3 separate regions of the Sus scrofa genome follow, and regions 2 and 3 are each linked to region 1. A link is a contact called in public HiChIP or PLAC-seq data. All regions are on one chromosome and are shown on one strand. Each heading gives the region's core, a stretch centred on a gene start, on an enhancer-like site or on the middle of the called end of the contact. The rest is flanking DNA. Distances are from core to core; before and after follow the strand shown.

Region 1 (5,004 bases), core at 1,149-3,648:
AACATGGTTTTGTACAGAAATAAACAGGCTTGTGTAGAGAGCTGGTGTGCAGCTAGGGACTGGAGAGGGGGGTCTGTTCCCCGACCCCCGCTGTGCTCAGCATTCTTCTCCATACCCTGCAGAGGCCCCATCCTGGTCCTAGTGCAGCACTAGAGCCTTTCTGGGAAGTACCTTTGCCAGAGGGGAGGCCAAATCTAGGGCCCGCTCCTATTCCTGGCCCCTGTATCCTCTTATCCTGTCCCCTCTGACCCATGTTCACCATCTGCCATGGATGAGGGTCACTAGTGCTGGGGCAGAGCAGAGCCTGCTCCCCAGGCCTTGATCCCTGCCCATCACCGAAGGGGAGGGGTTCCTTAGGGAGGTCCTTTTAAGGGTCTTCCTCTTCTAAGGTCTAGCCTGGATGCTATTTTGGACCCCAATAAGGTAATGAGTATTCATTCTGGGTTGGGTGCTGGTGCCAAGAGTGAGGGATCATGAATGCCCTCACATGCTCATCCCAGGCCTCCATCAAAAGCAAAGGGGTGTGGGGCCAAATCTGTATCTTTGATGAAAGGCTACCTGCCATGTAGCATATGCCAGGCTGGGCTGGTTGTGTCACATGCCTGATCAGGTAGGTTTTATTATTGTCCCCCTTTTATGGATAAGGAAACAGGAGCTAAGTGGGAAAAATGAAGCTGATCCAGATTTGTACCCAGAGCCCCCAACTACCTCTCCTGACTTTGCCATTGAAGGCCCAAGTTGGCAGTAGTGTCATAGCTGATGACTGGCAAGGGTGAGGACAGGGTGTCCCTGGGAGAGGCCCCCCTTCTGCTGAGGAAGCAGCTTTTCCAGTCAAACAATAGTGACTGTTCTTGGCTGGCCACCAAGCTGGGCTGGGCAATGGGGGAGCAGGGAGGCAGGACTAGAGCCTCCCTGGGAGCTTTTAAGCATCTCAGGGCCTCAGCCTGGAACATCTTGTCCTGGTACAGCTGGGGATACTGAGGCCTGAGGAGGTCAAGGGTCACATGAATCTGTCAGGGCAAACCACACCCTTCCTACCTCCTGCCCCTTACCCCTGTGGCTTCCTACCCCATGTACACCTGCCGTCAACCAGATGAGGGGCTCAGCCTCCTGAGGACACCTCCCACCCCCTGGCCCTCTAGGGGTCTGGCCAGGATGTGGTGGCTGCAGTGTTCCAGCAGAACCCACCAAACTGGTGAGTCCAGGGAGGGAAGGTGCTGCCCCACTACTAGCTGCGTGCAATTGCCGCCACCCCCCACCCCACGCCCGCCCGCCCCAGCAGGTAGGAGGCCTGCTCAGGCCTGCTGGGACCCAATCAGGCCTGAGGCCTGCTTTAACCTGCTTGGTTCAAAGCCTTGGATCTGAGGCCTGAGGATGTGCAGGCCAGGCAAGGGCCCCTGGAACATGTCCCATCCTGCTGGGAAACCAACCTAGGTGTGCTGATGTCTGCTCAGCACTGGGGTCTTTGCAAACCTGAGAGGCCTGAGCAGACCCCAGCCCTAATGTTGAAATGAACCCAAGGTGGCACTAACAAGCTTCAGATCTGGGGGCCTCCTTGGACATGAAACAAGCTTAAATGTGCTCAGGCCCAAGTTCTAATGACTGTAGGCTTTTAAGTCTGACTACACACTGGGCTCTGGATGCATGGCCCTGCCCCCCAAAGTTTGAGCTTTGGGCATTCCTGTCCCAAATACTTAAGTCTTAAGCCTCAAATGTTAGTCCAGACTACCTTCAGCTCCCTACCCTACAGTGTATTGCTCAGAGGTAGCTGGGGCCCTCCCCATCTTTGATTCTGGTGGGGAGCCTTCTACTCTGAAAGGTGGGTGAGAGGAACAGATGTGGGGACCACCAAGTTCAGGTTGGGTTTCATCTTGTTAGCCCACTCACAGGGCTCACAAAGCTTGGAGGGGTTTGTATCAGTGCTATCCTGGGCTGTGGAACTTTTTTCACTGCCACCCCAGCCAGTTCTGGTGGCCCTGCCTCATGCTAAGCCATCAGAGGAAGGAGAGGGAAAGGTGCCAGGACCCTTTATTGGGACAGAACAACAACGTCTCCTAGGTTGCACAGTGGACCCCTACCCACCCATGTTTCAAGGATTTGGGAGCAGTGTTCTGGTCACAGCCGAGCCCCGGTTCATCTTGTGGCCCTCCCAAGCCTTGGTGAACTTAATCAGAAGGCCCTTAGTGCAGAAAAGACCCCAAGCCTCCCCGGGCTCTCCGGAGCAGCTGCGGGAGTCCTGCGGAAAGGGCGGAGCCCGGAGTGGGGGAGAGGCATGGGCGGGGCCTGGAGGACGCGACGGGGGTGGGGTTAGGTGGTGATTCCGGAGCCAATGCCGAAGGGGCGGGGCCATAAGGGGCGGAGTGAGTCTCTAGCGTTACAAGGAGGCGTGGCCACCCTGGATTGGCCCCCAGTCCTGCGCGGCGTGGCCGTCAGGGAGCTGGCGTGGCTGGCGGCTAGGACTCTGCGGCGCAGCGGCTCCTTTAAGCACCTCCCGGCACCGCCCCCGCCGCCCCGCCCCCGGCACGGCCTGGGTCTGTTTGGCCGTGGGGTCGGGTCCGCGCGGACCGCGATGGAGCTGCACATCCTAGAGCACCGGGTGCGGGTGCTGAGCCTCGCCCGGCCCGGTCTCTGGCTCTACACTCACCCACTCATCAAGCTGCTCTTCCTGCCCCGCCGAAGCCGGTGCGCGTCCGGGTCCGGGCACAGAGGGGGGTGGGCTGCACTGTCACTCTGAGATGGGATCGGGAGATTAGGACCTCCGCGGGGCCAGCGGGAGCAGACAGGGAGAGCGCTCCCCGCCCCCCGCTCCCCACCGCCGCCATCCGGCCTGGGCCTACCCTCCCTGGGACCGCCGCCTATCCGGCTCGTGAGGCCCCCTCACAGAGCTTGTTAAGGCGCAGACAGCCTGGGATGGTCAGTGCTTAACTCCTAGTGGTTTCACATGGGGGCATTTCTTCCTGGCAACTTCGGAGAACTTTTTCCAGCTGCCTCTCATCGGGTCAGAGGGGCTGGTCTAAGGGGGCTCGGACGCCCGGGACTGCCGCCTTGGGTGAGCCTCTCCTTCCTCTTGGAATGCTGGGCAGGGGCTTCTGCAGAGATCTGGGCGGAGGAAAACGGTTCGCAATTCTGGAGATGGGGCCCACGCCCCACTGTTCTGGGGAGGAAATTGAGTCTGGAGGGGGCAGGGAGACGCCCAGCCGGGGTGGGGGGTGTCTGCCCGCCCCCTCCGCCCACCCAGGCTGAAGATGCTCCCTGCCCCCACCCAGGTGCAAATTCTTCAGCCTGACGGAGACCCCTGAGGATTACACGCTCATGGTGGACGAGGAGGGCTTCAAAGGTGGGGACTGGGCTGGGGAGGGTGAGTAGGGGAAGGAGGTTGTCCTCCCCTTTTTGCAGGATTCTAAGAGAATGCTAGGATCTAATGTACCAAGAGTTGGGGCCCTGAAGGCAGATGATCTGGGTTCCAGTCCATTTCCACTACTCACTGGCTGTGTGCCCTTGATCAAGTCACTTCCCCTCTCTGAGTTGTTTATTTCGTTTTATGTAAAATGGATATAGTTACGGTTCTGATCTATTTGGCCCCATGAGGGTTTTATAAATGGGGCAGTGTGTAAAGGGCATTTAGCAGCCACAGACCAGCAGCAGGGCCTCAGTTACAGCTCTGGGGCAAGAATCAGGCTTCTGTGGCTGTTCTTGCCCCCCACCCCATTATTTCCCCTTGGGCTTCACTCCCTGGTGTGGGTCACTCCCTCCCTGACTGGTCTGGGAACTCCGAGAGTCTGAGGGTTGGGGAAGGAATGCAGGAGCCGGCAGCCAGCCCAGGGCAGGATCCTACGGGGCCTCCTAGCTGTGTTTGGGCGATTAGCAGCCACCTTGGCTGTGGCCCATGTGCTGGACTGGACACCAGCCTGGTCCCTCCCTGATCCCTGGAGCTGATATCTGGCTTCTCTCCTGCCAGCTTGACCCATCCTTACAGGCCTGGAGTCTCTGGCCAGCCAGCTGGGGCTCCCTCCCTCCCCTACAGGGCTACTTAGTTTCCCTATTTATGCTGCGGAAAAGTCTGGGTCTGCTAACGAGGAAGGCATCTCCCAGCCAACTTGGACTGCTGGCTCCCCCTGGTGGTACCACATGGTGTAAGGCCTCTGATACTCAGTGCATACATACTCAGTTTCTGTAGGAGAAACAGGCTCTCAGAAGTTAAATCATTTGCCACAGGTCAACAGAAAGTAAATGATGAAGCTGGGATTAAAACCCAGGTCTGTCTGAATTTTGAGCTCCAATTTTATTTTATTATTTTATTTTTTACCTTTTCTAGGGCCACTCCCGCAGCATATGGAAGTTCCCAGGCTAGGGGTCTAATCAGAGCTGTAGCCACCAGCCTGCGCCAGAGCCACAGCAACTCAGGATCTGAGCCGCGTCTGCAAACTATGCCACAGCTCACAGCAACGCCAGATTCTTAACCCACAGAGCAAGGCCAGGAATCGAACCTGCAACCTCATGGTTCCTAATCAGATTCATTAACCACTGTGCCACGACGGGAACTCCAAGCTTCCATTTTAACTGGGAAGTTTCAATCCCTGACAGGCCAACACCCAAAGCACTTCTCAGTCTTTGCATATATGCAGGTCTCAGGAGCAGAACTTGGGGGAGGAGGACAGCTCTATTTTCCAGAGTGGACCTTACCTTGGTAGAGCCCTCCAAAGCGCAGACAGGGAAACTGAGGCCAGGGGCCAGCCCTACAGGCCCTGACTGGGTGTGTCCCCCTGCCCCACAGAGCTGCCCACGTCTGAGTTCCTACAAGTGGCCGAGGCCACGTGGCTAGTGCTGAATGTGTCATCCCACAGCGGCACAGCAGTGCAGGCTGCTGGGGTCACCAAGATTGCCCGCTCAGTAATTGCACCGCTGGCTGAGCACCACGTGTCCGTGCTGATGCTGTCCACCTACCAGACAGACTTCATCCTGGTGAGTTTCCTGCAGGTGCTGGGGCAAGGCAGGGTGGACACG
Region 2 (5,004 bases), core at 1,007-3,506, 130 kb before region 1:
CATCTCTGCTCCCACAGAGGGAAAGTGACTGAAGCCAACACAGAGTAGGGTAGGAAGAAGGGCAGCAGAGAGATCCAGACCCCTAATAACATCAGTTGGGTATTTGGATCCAGCCATATCTGAAAGAAATACAACTTTGAATTTTTAGTTTCATGAGACAATCAATCCTATTTTATTTAACCCAGTTTCAGTTGGGCTTCTGTCACCAAAACTTCAAACCCATCCCCTCCAGGACTCAACTGTTTCTGGCTACCTATGGTTGTTTTCTAACACTGGATTTTCTTTCTGGGAATTTACTTGTCCTCAGTCCCATACTCTCAAGGCACCTCCCACCTTACTGCCCAAGTGCCTGCCAGATCATAAGAAGGACATAGATTGTCCTTTCTACCTCAGGAGCCCCAAGTGCTGGCCCTGCCTCTGCTGTTTTTATTCTGTGAAAAGTGGGTACACCCCACACTTCTCAAAGATTATCTCACCTGTAGAGTTTTCTGAAGCAGGGAGGGGCACCCACCTGTCGATGGGGTGGATGATGATGGGGATGGCCAGTAGCCCCAGTGCAGTAGTGGTCCACTTGCGGACAGCCAGAGGCCAGCGGGTGGCAGTGCCCAGGATGTAGAGAGAGGCAGCACACACACGGTTGATAGTGAAGCCTGGGATGCCACAGAGGCCAGAGCCTGCCACACAAAGGTGTCTACCACGGCCACGGTCACCCTGGTGCTGCGGCCTGCCTCAGGGCTTGGCACCTGGTAGGTACAAGAGACACATAACCCAGCAGAGGCAGAAGCAGGAAACTCTGTAGACAGGAGCATGGGAGGGACCAGGGAGAGGGAAGTGAAGGTGGGTGGGGACAGAGCCGCACTAGTGTTGGGTTCTGGGCTGAAGGTTGACTCATGCACAAACAGGACTTCAGTATAGATCATGTCACCTGCACGGTTGGGGGTGGGGTGCCTATCCTGCAAGCAGGACTGTGGTGTGGAATGCACCAGGCCAGGCTGTGGGGACTCGACTGTGCCACAAGGGACTTAACCATATGCAAGGCTGTAGACTGACCACAAGGGGAGTGGACTGGGGTGGGGGTTGAGGGGCAGGTTAACACTTACATCTCTTGCCTTCTTGCCTTTGTCAATGGCATCAGCCAGCACATAGGAGCTGGACACACCATAGCTCAGCCACACAACAGCTGTTGGCACCAAGGAGCGGAAGGCCTCCCCTACCTCATTGGCATAGCCTGGTGGTGGAGGAATATTTAATTCCTGAGCGGTTGGGTTGTTCCACAAGAGGGCACTAGAGGGAGATGGTTCTTATCTCAGCCTGCTAAGCAGTAGCTGGATGACCTTAGACAAAGTGACTTTACTCCTGTGAGTGTTTCCCCACCTGTAAAATGACACCCATGATGCTCACCTGGACTCTTTCCTTATGGGAGAGCTGAGTACTGTCTCCATTCTCACAGCCTACTTGCCTTAATAGTCTGGGTTCTAGAAGCATGTGAGCTGGCTGGGGGGACAGGCAGTGAGAGAGACTAAAGGCAGCCCCTCTGACGGGGAACTCGCTAAGTGCCAGGCCTTTCTGTACCTTATCTCATTGTACCCTCACAACTACCACCCAATGAGAGAGACCTTGTGCTCATCCCTTTTTGCTGAGGAAGAAACAAGCTTAGTCAGAGCGACTGATCCAAGATGAGAGTTCAAGTGCCCTGACTACAGCCAGTGTCCAGTCATTCCACAGGGGGCAGCCCACTCATCCCCATCCACCTACTTGGGCTGCAGCTTCCACCTGGGAGACAGACCAGCAGAGACCGTGAGGGCCGGGCTGGACAGGCCAAGCTGTGTGATCTTGAGCCAGTCCAGAACCCTCTCTGAGCCCAGTCTCTGCCCCGGCTGAATGAGAACTACAGCCCTCCCACGTTCGCCATGTCCCTGACCGGCGTCTGGGAACCCCTGCTTCCCAGCCACGTGGTGTGGGGGTCGCCGTGCCCCTTGCCCCGTGCTCACCCAAGTACCGCACCCACGTGTCCCGGAAAAGGTCGCGCTCGGCCCCCCGCGGGGGCGGCTCAGACATGACGCTTCCGCCTCGGCTTCCACTAGCGCTCCTGTCTGCGGCTGCGGGACCGGCTTAAGGTCCCAGACTGAAGGACAGGTCGTGCGGTCCCCACCAGCAGGGAGCGTCTGCAAATTCCCTCGCGCACTGGCGCCCCCCTCCCAAGCTTGGGTTTTACAGATTAATTTTCATCACGTTTTCTCTGGGGTTGAACGGTTGCGCGATCCTCTCTCAGCACTGACTGTAGTGTTGGAGCCAAAGAGACGCAGGTTCAAATACCGGATGCTACGCTTCATAGCTGTGTGACCTCGAGCAAGAGTCTGTACTTCTCTGCACGTCACTTTATTTGTTAGATAGGAAACAGGATGGGTTTACTCCTGGGGCAGTTTCGAGGATGAATTACACTCATCATTTATCGAGTTTAGTGCCAGCCAGACTGTTGGCTAAAGACTCCAGATGGCTTACTTCTTTAAACCCTCCCCTCAGCCAGGCATAAACCCCACCCTCCTTTTACAGATGAGGAATAGAGATAGAAATAATTGGTCACTTTCCCGGGTCCTACGACTGCTGAGTAGTGAAGCCGACATTTGATTCCAGGCTGTGAGGCTCTAGTTCCCATGCTCTTAAGGTAAGCTCAGTAAATGAGACTGAGGGAGTGTATGTTGAGAACCCGAGTGAAACTCTGAATCCTTTGGGGTATCAGCAAACAAAGACACAGCTTTTAAAGACAGGCAGTCCTGGGTTCAAATTCCAGTTGTGCCGCCTATTAACTGTCAGCCACGTCTGTAAAAAAATGAGTAGCTAATACATACTGAGCGTACACTAAGCGCTCTGGCTGTAGTTTCCTTGAGTCTTTGCAATAACCCAAAACAGTAAGCACAGGGCTGATGCAGTGTATCCAGGAGGCGCTCATCATCAAATAAATATCCTAGACTCCCTATTGTGGGCCCTGTTTTCAGGCGTCTCTATTTTGGTGGGATCTTATAAGGCAGCCAGTTCATTGGTGATCTGGCAGGAAGCTTGTTTCGGAGCCCAAGCTGATCCCTAGCCCCGGAAATACTGGCAGTGCACGCGCGGAATTGGGAGACGGTCCCTAACACCACGTGACCGTTGCTTCTCAGCCAACCTCCCACTCCGGGCCTGCCGCAAGCGCTGCAAGGACTCGCCAAACCCGCACTTGTTAGCTTGCCCTGAGAAGCCCGAGTGGGGCGGAGCCTCCGCTCTGACGGTAAAGGAAGTCAGGAGTACACTTAGTGCCCTCAGCAAAAATGGCGGAAGATGCGGCCTGGGCCAATCAGGAGGCAAGCTGGCCATCCCGGCGCCGTGAGAAAGCGCTTAAGCAGCGGGCTGTTTTTGCACATGCGCCCCGCTTAGTAGCGGGTAAACGCTGGGCTCCTAAAGTGGAGGTTTGACTGAGGGACCGCGAAGAGCGAGGCGGAGGTCACTGACTGCTACTCCCCGTGCACTGAACATTGCTTTATTCATTGGGTTAATTTTCCTAACAGAGCGTTGTAAACCAAGGTCAGGATGTCCTGAAGAGTCTGACTGGGGCTCCCGCGCGGCCTCGGGCCATCCTGTCAGCGCCAGCCTTGCCCCTTCCTCCTCCATCTGCTTCGCCAGACCTCTCCCCAGGCTGGGCCAGGGTCTGGGTTTCTGAAGGGAGGGAATGCCCACGAGGGCCCAGGCGGGACCGCCTTCTCGGGTTCTGTGCAATCCAAGGCCTGGTGTTCGTTTGCAGAATGTGGGATTGAGTGGAGAGCTGTGATTGCCGCAAGGTCTGTTCCCCCCACCCCCACCCTGTCATTGTGGAAGGAGGAGCTGGGGGCCTGCGAGGCTCTCTGGCTGCCCCCAGCCCCTGGCTCTGCCCGGTGCTGGCCCGGCCTTTGGCCTCGTGCTGGGGCAGCAGCACCTACAGGCACAGGAACCCACTGCACCCACCGCAGGCCTCCCAGAGACGGGACCAGCAAGGCCTTGCTCTGGTCGGACACCCTGGGAGACTCAGAATGGGAAATGCCCTCACTGAGATCTACTGTATTGATCCCACTTGTCGCTTTTGTATGGGTGCTCACAGGAAGAGGTAATTTTAGAGAGGCTGGCAGCACTGAAAACGAGTGGAAGCTTCAGGACCACCTCAGCCTCCCTGGCCCTTCACGGAGCTGGGAATCCGTGGAGGCAACTTCCCTGGGCTTTGTTTGCATTGGAGGACAGTGGCTGGGTACCAAAGCTTATTGTCCCAGGAAGCTCTTGAGTCACTGACAATCATTAGTAATTAAAGATGTATCCAGTGGGACCCAGGGGTTGCTGATTTCCTCAAGGTGAGGGTGAGGCCTGCCTGTCTGTCCCTGAATGGGAAGATCTGTGCTGACTCAGGCCACCTCCTAAAACCTGGGAAAAGCCAAAAGATCCCAGCCTTGGTGATACAAAGTTCAGAAGAGCCTCAGACCCCCAAGATAACACTAGCAACCGGCTACCTTGCTACTCCTCACTATGATCTAGACTTACATGTTCTTCCAGAGGCAAGTTCTTACCCTGCAGCTGGCTTCCCTAAGTGTTAGGCCTCAATCTTTCCCCTTTTACCTGATTTCTTCCCTGCCACCCCATGGTCCTGCCCCCTGCTTCTTGTCTCAGCTGTCACTGGACAGGTGAAATTGGCATAGCTAACAAGACATATGCTATCACATATGCCCAGCCCTTGGGGACTCCTTAGTAATTTGAGAGGCAAAGAGAGCCACTCCAGCTACTCTCCCTCTTCCTAATTCTGAAATGAAGGCTTCCCAGATCCAGCCCTGAGGTCTTTTTTCTAGCCCAGTTTCTCTTTGGGCATGAGAGTGCTGGGAAAATGACTGCTGCAAGGGATAGAAACTGACAAGAAGACACTGAGGGAGCCAGGCCTGCTGTGGGAGGAGGCATTACTTTGGGGTGGCTTCCCCCAGCTGTTTCATCTTCTCTTCTGAGGCTTTGTCTGGA
Region 3 (5,004 bases), core at 1,081-3,580, 69 kb before region 1:
GCAAATAGTGACTAGGTACCTACTACGTGCTGGGCCCCATGTCAAGAACAGGAACAGAGCAGGCACACAGAGCCCTGCCTACCTGGAAGCACCATCTATGTCTGGGGGTTTCTGCAGGGGGCAAGTCTTGGGTGCGTCAGTTCTGTAGTTTCACCCACAGGTGGGGTGATGAGCTCCACAATTCTCTGTCTCTGTCTCTCTCTCACTCACACACACACACACACACACACACGCGCGCGTGCACAGAGGCCCATATCTCACAAACGTGTCCCAGTGACAGTCTCTCAGGAGACAATGCCATCCATGAAATGTCCCCAAGGAATGAGGCAGAAACAAAGAGAAAAAACCAATTGAAACATTCTGGGTTTTCTTCCTGGAATAGGAAGAAGGAAATAAAACAAGAAATCCCACCCTGGGAAGAGGGCTTTTCAGGTGGCAAAGCACCTGGAACTCAGGAGCTTGTTTGTGAAAACCTGCTCACCCTCAAATAACTACAGCTGCCATCTGGAGCCCCCTGAGGTACAAGCTCCTGTTATATTTCGGTTCTGATGAGCAGCAGCAAAAAACATCAAGAATATACAAGTGGAAAACAAAACACTAAAAAAACATATGAGGTTACCATGCCATTTTTTTTGTACAGTGGGGGTTTGCAGATATAAACATGGTTTGAGAATCACATAGCTGTGTGTCAAGTGAGGGAGCATTTGACATAGGCTTTCTAATTCCTGGGTCTTGAGTGGAAACCTCAGCCTGAAGCTGCCAGCCCTGCACTATTCCTGAAATCATACAAGTGATGGCCCTAATTCAGCCAACATGACCTTGAGGTAGAGCAGCAGTTAACTCTGCTTCTCCTCAGGTCCCTCAGCCCGAGGTGGACTTTTGACTCGAAGAGAAGTGAGAGAAGACTTTCCTTCACTCCCACTCAACATTCAAGCCCCTTCTGTCTCTTGAGCCCTAGGACCTTACCCTTCAGGTAAAGATCATACCTACTTCCTGGCCAGTGTACCCTTGGAAACTCTAAAACCATTTATGTGGCAGTGTCAGTCTGACTCAGGATTGCTAACTGCCCGGGTCCCAGGAGATACTGAAGGAATTCCAGTGTAGACAAAGAAGTAACTGATTGCACTTGCAGAGGAGTAAGAATGGCCTGGGTTTGGATTCGTACTGTGCTATGTGAATTGAGGATGTGAACCTCACTGTCCTCATCCATAAATAAGTTGCTATAAGAAATAAAGTAATGTAGGAGTAATCTGAATAAGAACCATGAGGTTGCAGGTTTGATCCCTGGCCTTGCTCAGTGGGTTAAGAATCTGGTGTTGCCATGAGCTGTGGTGTAGGTTGCAGACGCGGCTCGGATCCCTCGTTGCTGTGGCTCTGGTGTAGGCCAGTGGCTACAGCTCTGATTAGACCCCTAGCCTGGGAACCTCCATATGCTATGGGAGTGGCCCTAGAAAAGGCAAAAAGACAAAAAAAAAAAAAAAAAAAAAAAGAAAGAAAGAAAGAAATAATGTAATGTAATGTAATGCATGTAGTGTTGGGCACAGGGTCTGACCCATGGTATATGTTCAAAAAGCCCTAGCAAACATTATCATTCTACATTAATAATAACAATGACATAAACCAACTATGGTGTGTAAATAAGGAAGAAAGGCGGGGAGGAGAATTGGGAGGGTATCCTTTCCTATCACTCCCCCATTTCATAGGTGAAGAAATTGAAAGCAAGGGTTCAGAGAGAGCCACATTACAGAGTTAAGAGGGAAGAGAGGGTCTCAGGAAAGGAAGCGAAAAGGGCGGGATTGGAAGTGACGGAGGGAGGAGTGGGGAGTGAGGGAAGAGATTTCACAGGCACAAACCTCCGGGCGTGAGAGGTTGAGCCTAAAGAAGGCGGCCAGATTTGAGCTAGTCCACGGAATTTCAAGGCCTAACTATGGAAGGCAGGGGTGGAACCTGGAAAAGGCAAGACCAGAGGGAAATAGTACCAGAGGGAATTAGGGATTGATATTTGGGAAGGAGGTGGTGGCCTGAAGCAAAAAGAGGCTGGGGGACGAGGTTTTGGCCAAATGGGAGGCCAAAGAGAGGGAGCGGGGGCCTTGGAAAGCGAGGGTCAGAGGGAGAGGAATACTCTGGTAAAGGAGAGGGGGGCCAGGGCCGTGGGGGGCGTGAGAGGACGTCGGAAGGGGAATGTAAAACGTCTCACCAGTCTCTGGAGTCGCAGCCTCAGCCCGTGTCTGCTCCGCTCATGGAACTGCCCCCCCGGAGCGACTGTAGCTTGTGGGAGCCTCAGCAAACCCTAGCCTGGTTCCTCGACCGCTGCCATGGCAACAGCGTCGGGAGCTGGCTGCTCCCGTAAGGGGAGGGGCGGGAAATTACGTCACGGGGATGGGCGTGCCCGGAAGTACGTCAGCCTCTTCCCCTCGGCGGCGACAGGCGAGTCGCCGCCGCCATCTTGCGGGCTTGTGTCATAGTCCGTGCGGGGAAACCGCTTTGACGCCTCACTGCTCACTTACGCCCAGGCGGACTGGCAGCCCTGAGCGTCGCCGTCATGCCCGCCGGACCCGTGCAGGCGGTGCCTCCACCGCCGCCCGCGGCCACCGAGCCCAAACAGGTACAGCCACCCCCGCATCTCCACCGGCAACTGAGCCTAGGCCTGAGCCCTCCCCTCCGGCGCGGGCGCTTCTCACTCGCGGAGGAAGTAGCAGCCGTTTAGGAGGGCTTGGAGGAACTCCAAGTCCCAGGAGGCAGCGCGCTTCCCGCCTGCCTTCTAGTAGCGAAACAAGCCTGCTTGGAACAGTGGTTTTCAAAGTGTAGTCCGTGGAAAGTGTAGCATCGCCTGGGAGCTTATTAGAAATGCTGAGTTTCCACTTCTTCTAAATCAGAATCTGCATTTTTTTTTTTTTGGCTTTTTAGGGCCGCACCCGTGGCATATGGACGTTCCCAGGCTAGGGGTCTAATCGGACCTGTAGCTGCAAGCCTTTACCACAGGCACAGCAAGGCAGGATCCAGTCCTCATCTGCAACCTCTACCACAGCTCAAGGCAACGCTGGATCCTTAACCCGCTGAGCAGGGCCAGGGATCGAACATGCGTCCTCATGTATGCTAGTCAGATTCGTTAACCACTGAGCCACAATGGGAACTCCAGAATCTGCATTGTAACAAGACCCAAAGGTGATTCACTGAAGTTTGAGAATCACTAATCCAGCGCATCCACTGGTCTTCTGCAGTAATTGGGCCCACTGGCCCCCACAAGCCTTTGACAGGAATCCTTAATTTCCCAGCCTGCATGGTGCCACTTTGTTAAATTCTCAGCATCTCCTTTGTGCTTCCTTTAAGCTAGATACTGTACCAGGCTTTGTCTTTACCTTAATGAATGAAGCACAACTCCTGCTTTAGGGAACTAGTGGGGAGACAGATATAAGTGAATACTCAATAAGTGTTTATTGCCTCAATCACCTTAAATGATACAGTTCCAGCCAGCCTTTAAACATCTTAATCAGCTAAGGAGGAAAGATGTGTATAGATAATTGCAGTGTGATATAAGTATCAAGTGCAAAGGAGACATTAATTCTGATCAACATTGCTTTGGTGGGATAGAGGAGAGATTAAGATAGATGAAGCCCATGGGAGTGAGAGGTAAATTGTGTTTAGAAGGATGAATTGGTAATTCACTATATAGGGGATTGGGAAGGGAAATTCCATTCTTTATTCATTCACCAAACATTTATTGAGCACATATTTTATGCTGATCAGTGCAATCACCTATGTATCCCTAACATTTTCCCAGTAACTTGGTAAAAATAAAGAAGGTAATACCAGATAAGTGCAAAGATACCTAGCTAGGAACTGATGGGACCTCTGATGGGTGTAAAGGTTAAAGCATAGAATTGGGGAAATTGGTGGTGAAGAGATGTATTTCTGGGGCTTTGAACTTTTCTAGTAGGCTATTGGGAGAAAAGGAAGCTGGATAGTGACATTTGTGTTTCACAAAATTCAGGTAGACAGTAATGTGGAGAATCGCTAGGAGGATAGGTTGGTCATATTATTCGAAAAATGTTGGCGTTCCTGTCGTGGCACAGCGGAAACAATCCGACTAGGAACCATGAGGTTGCTGGTTCCATCCCTGGCCTTGCTCAGTGGGTTAATGATCCGGTGTTGCCACGAGCTCTGGTGTAGGTTGCAGACGTGGCTTGGATCTGGTGTTGCTGTGACTCTGGCATAGACTGGAAGCAACAACTCAGATTGGACCCCTGGCCTGGGAACCTCCATATGCCACGGGTGCGGCTCTTTTTAAAAAGGACAAAAAAGACAAAAAAAAAGTTGAGGGCCTGACCTATATGTGGCAGGGGAATAGAACAGAGGGGATCCAGCAAGCTCATGTCACAGAAGGGCTGATGGTGCTAGCACTCCTTTTATCTTTTTTTTTTTTTTTTTTTTTTGGTCTTTTTAGGGCCACACCTGAGGCATATGGAGGTTCCCAGGCTATGGGTCAAATCGGAGCTGTAGCTGCCTGCCTACGCCACAGCCACCACAGTGCCATATCCGAGCCACATCTGTGACCTACACCACAGCTCACGGCAACACTGGATCCTTAACCCACTGAGGAAGCCAGTAATCCAACCTGTGTCCTCATGGTTACCAGTTAGATTTGTTTCCATTGAGCCACAATGGGAACTCCCTGGCACTCCTTTTAAAGTGATGTCTCTGGGCCAGTTCAGGTCTCCATTCCTCAGTTTTGTTTTTTGTTTTTGTTTTTGTTTTTTAGGTCTTTTTAGGCCCACACCTGCAGAATAAAAAGGTTCCCAGGCTAGGGGTCAAATCACAACTGCAGCTCCCGGCCTACACCACAGCCACAGCCATGCCAGATCCGAGCCATATCTGCAACCTATGTCACAGCTTTTGGCAACGCCCGATTCTTTAACCCACTGACCTCGAGGCCAAGAATTGAACCCTTATCCTCGTGGATATTAGTTGGGTTCTTAACCGGCTGAGCCACAGCAGGAACTCCTC

The links. HiChIP or PLAC-seq counts read pairs in DNA pulled down with a chosen protein or histone mark.
Region 2: a contact with region 1 is called in an H3K27ac HiChIP or PLAC-seq map of alveolar macrophages. The contact joins the promoter of MTFP1 here to the promoter of CASTOR1 in region 1. A contact is called at or near these places in 1 of 5 promoter capture datasets (liver), 6 of 47 Hi-C or Micro-C datasets (alveolar macrophages, heart right ventricle, retroperitoneal adipose tissue and 2 more) and 2 of 2 datasets of contacts at active chromatin or transcription factors (alveolar macrophages and skeletal muscle).
Region 3: an H3K27ac HiChIP or PLAC-seq map of skeletal muscle shows a contact between it and region 1. The contact joins the promoter of CCDC157 here to the promoter of CASTOR1 in region 1. A contact is called at or near these places in 1 of 5 promoter capture datasets (liver), 6 of 47 Hi-C or Micro-C datasets (alveolar macrophages, blood, brain and 1 more) and 2 of 2 datasets of contacts at active chromatin or transcription factors (alveolar macrophages and skeletal muscle).

What each region holds. Positions count from the first base shown.
Region 1 is chr14:47,264,123-47,269,126 of Sscrofa11.1, reverse strand. It overlaps CASTOR1 (GATS-like protein 3), which reads left to right and starts at 2,398. Exons shown (of 7, transcript XM_021072302.1): 1 at 2,398-2,682; 2 at 3,267-3,337; 3 at 4,775-5,004. The coding sequence starts at 2,570. It overlaps TBC1D10A (TBC1 domain family member 10A), which reads left to right. Exons shown (of 9, transcript XM_021072299.1): 9 at 1-40.
Region 2 is chr14:47,389,830-47,394,833 of Sscrofa11.1, reverse strand. MTFP1 (mitochondrial fission process protein 1) reads right to left here and starts at 2,256. Exons shown (of 5, transcript XM_001929262.7): 1 at 1,992-2,256; 2 at 1,101-1,228; 3 at 662-743; 4 at 512-659. The coding sequence starts at 2,058. It overlaps SEC14L2 (SEC14 like lipid binding 2), which reads right to left. Exons shown (of 10, transcript NM_001198918.1): 10 at 4,947-5,004. The coding sequence ends at 4,947.
Region 3 is chr14:47,332,826-47,337,829 of Sscrofa11.1, reverse strand. CCDC157 (coiled-coil domain-containing protein 157) reads right to left here and starts at 2,330. Exons shown (of 14, transcript XM_021074347.1): 1 at 2,198-2,330. SF3A1 (splicing factor 3A subunit 1) reads left to right here and starts at 2,382. Exons shown (of 16, transcript XM_003483452.4): 1 at 2,382-2,605. The coding sequence starts at 2,543.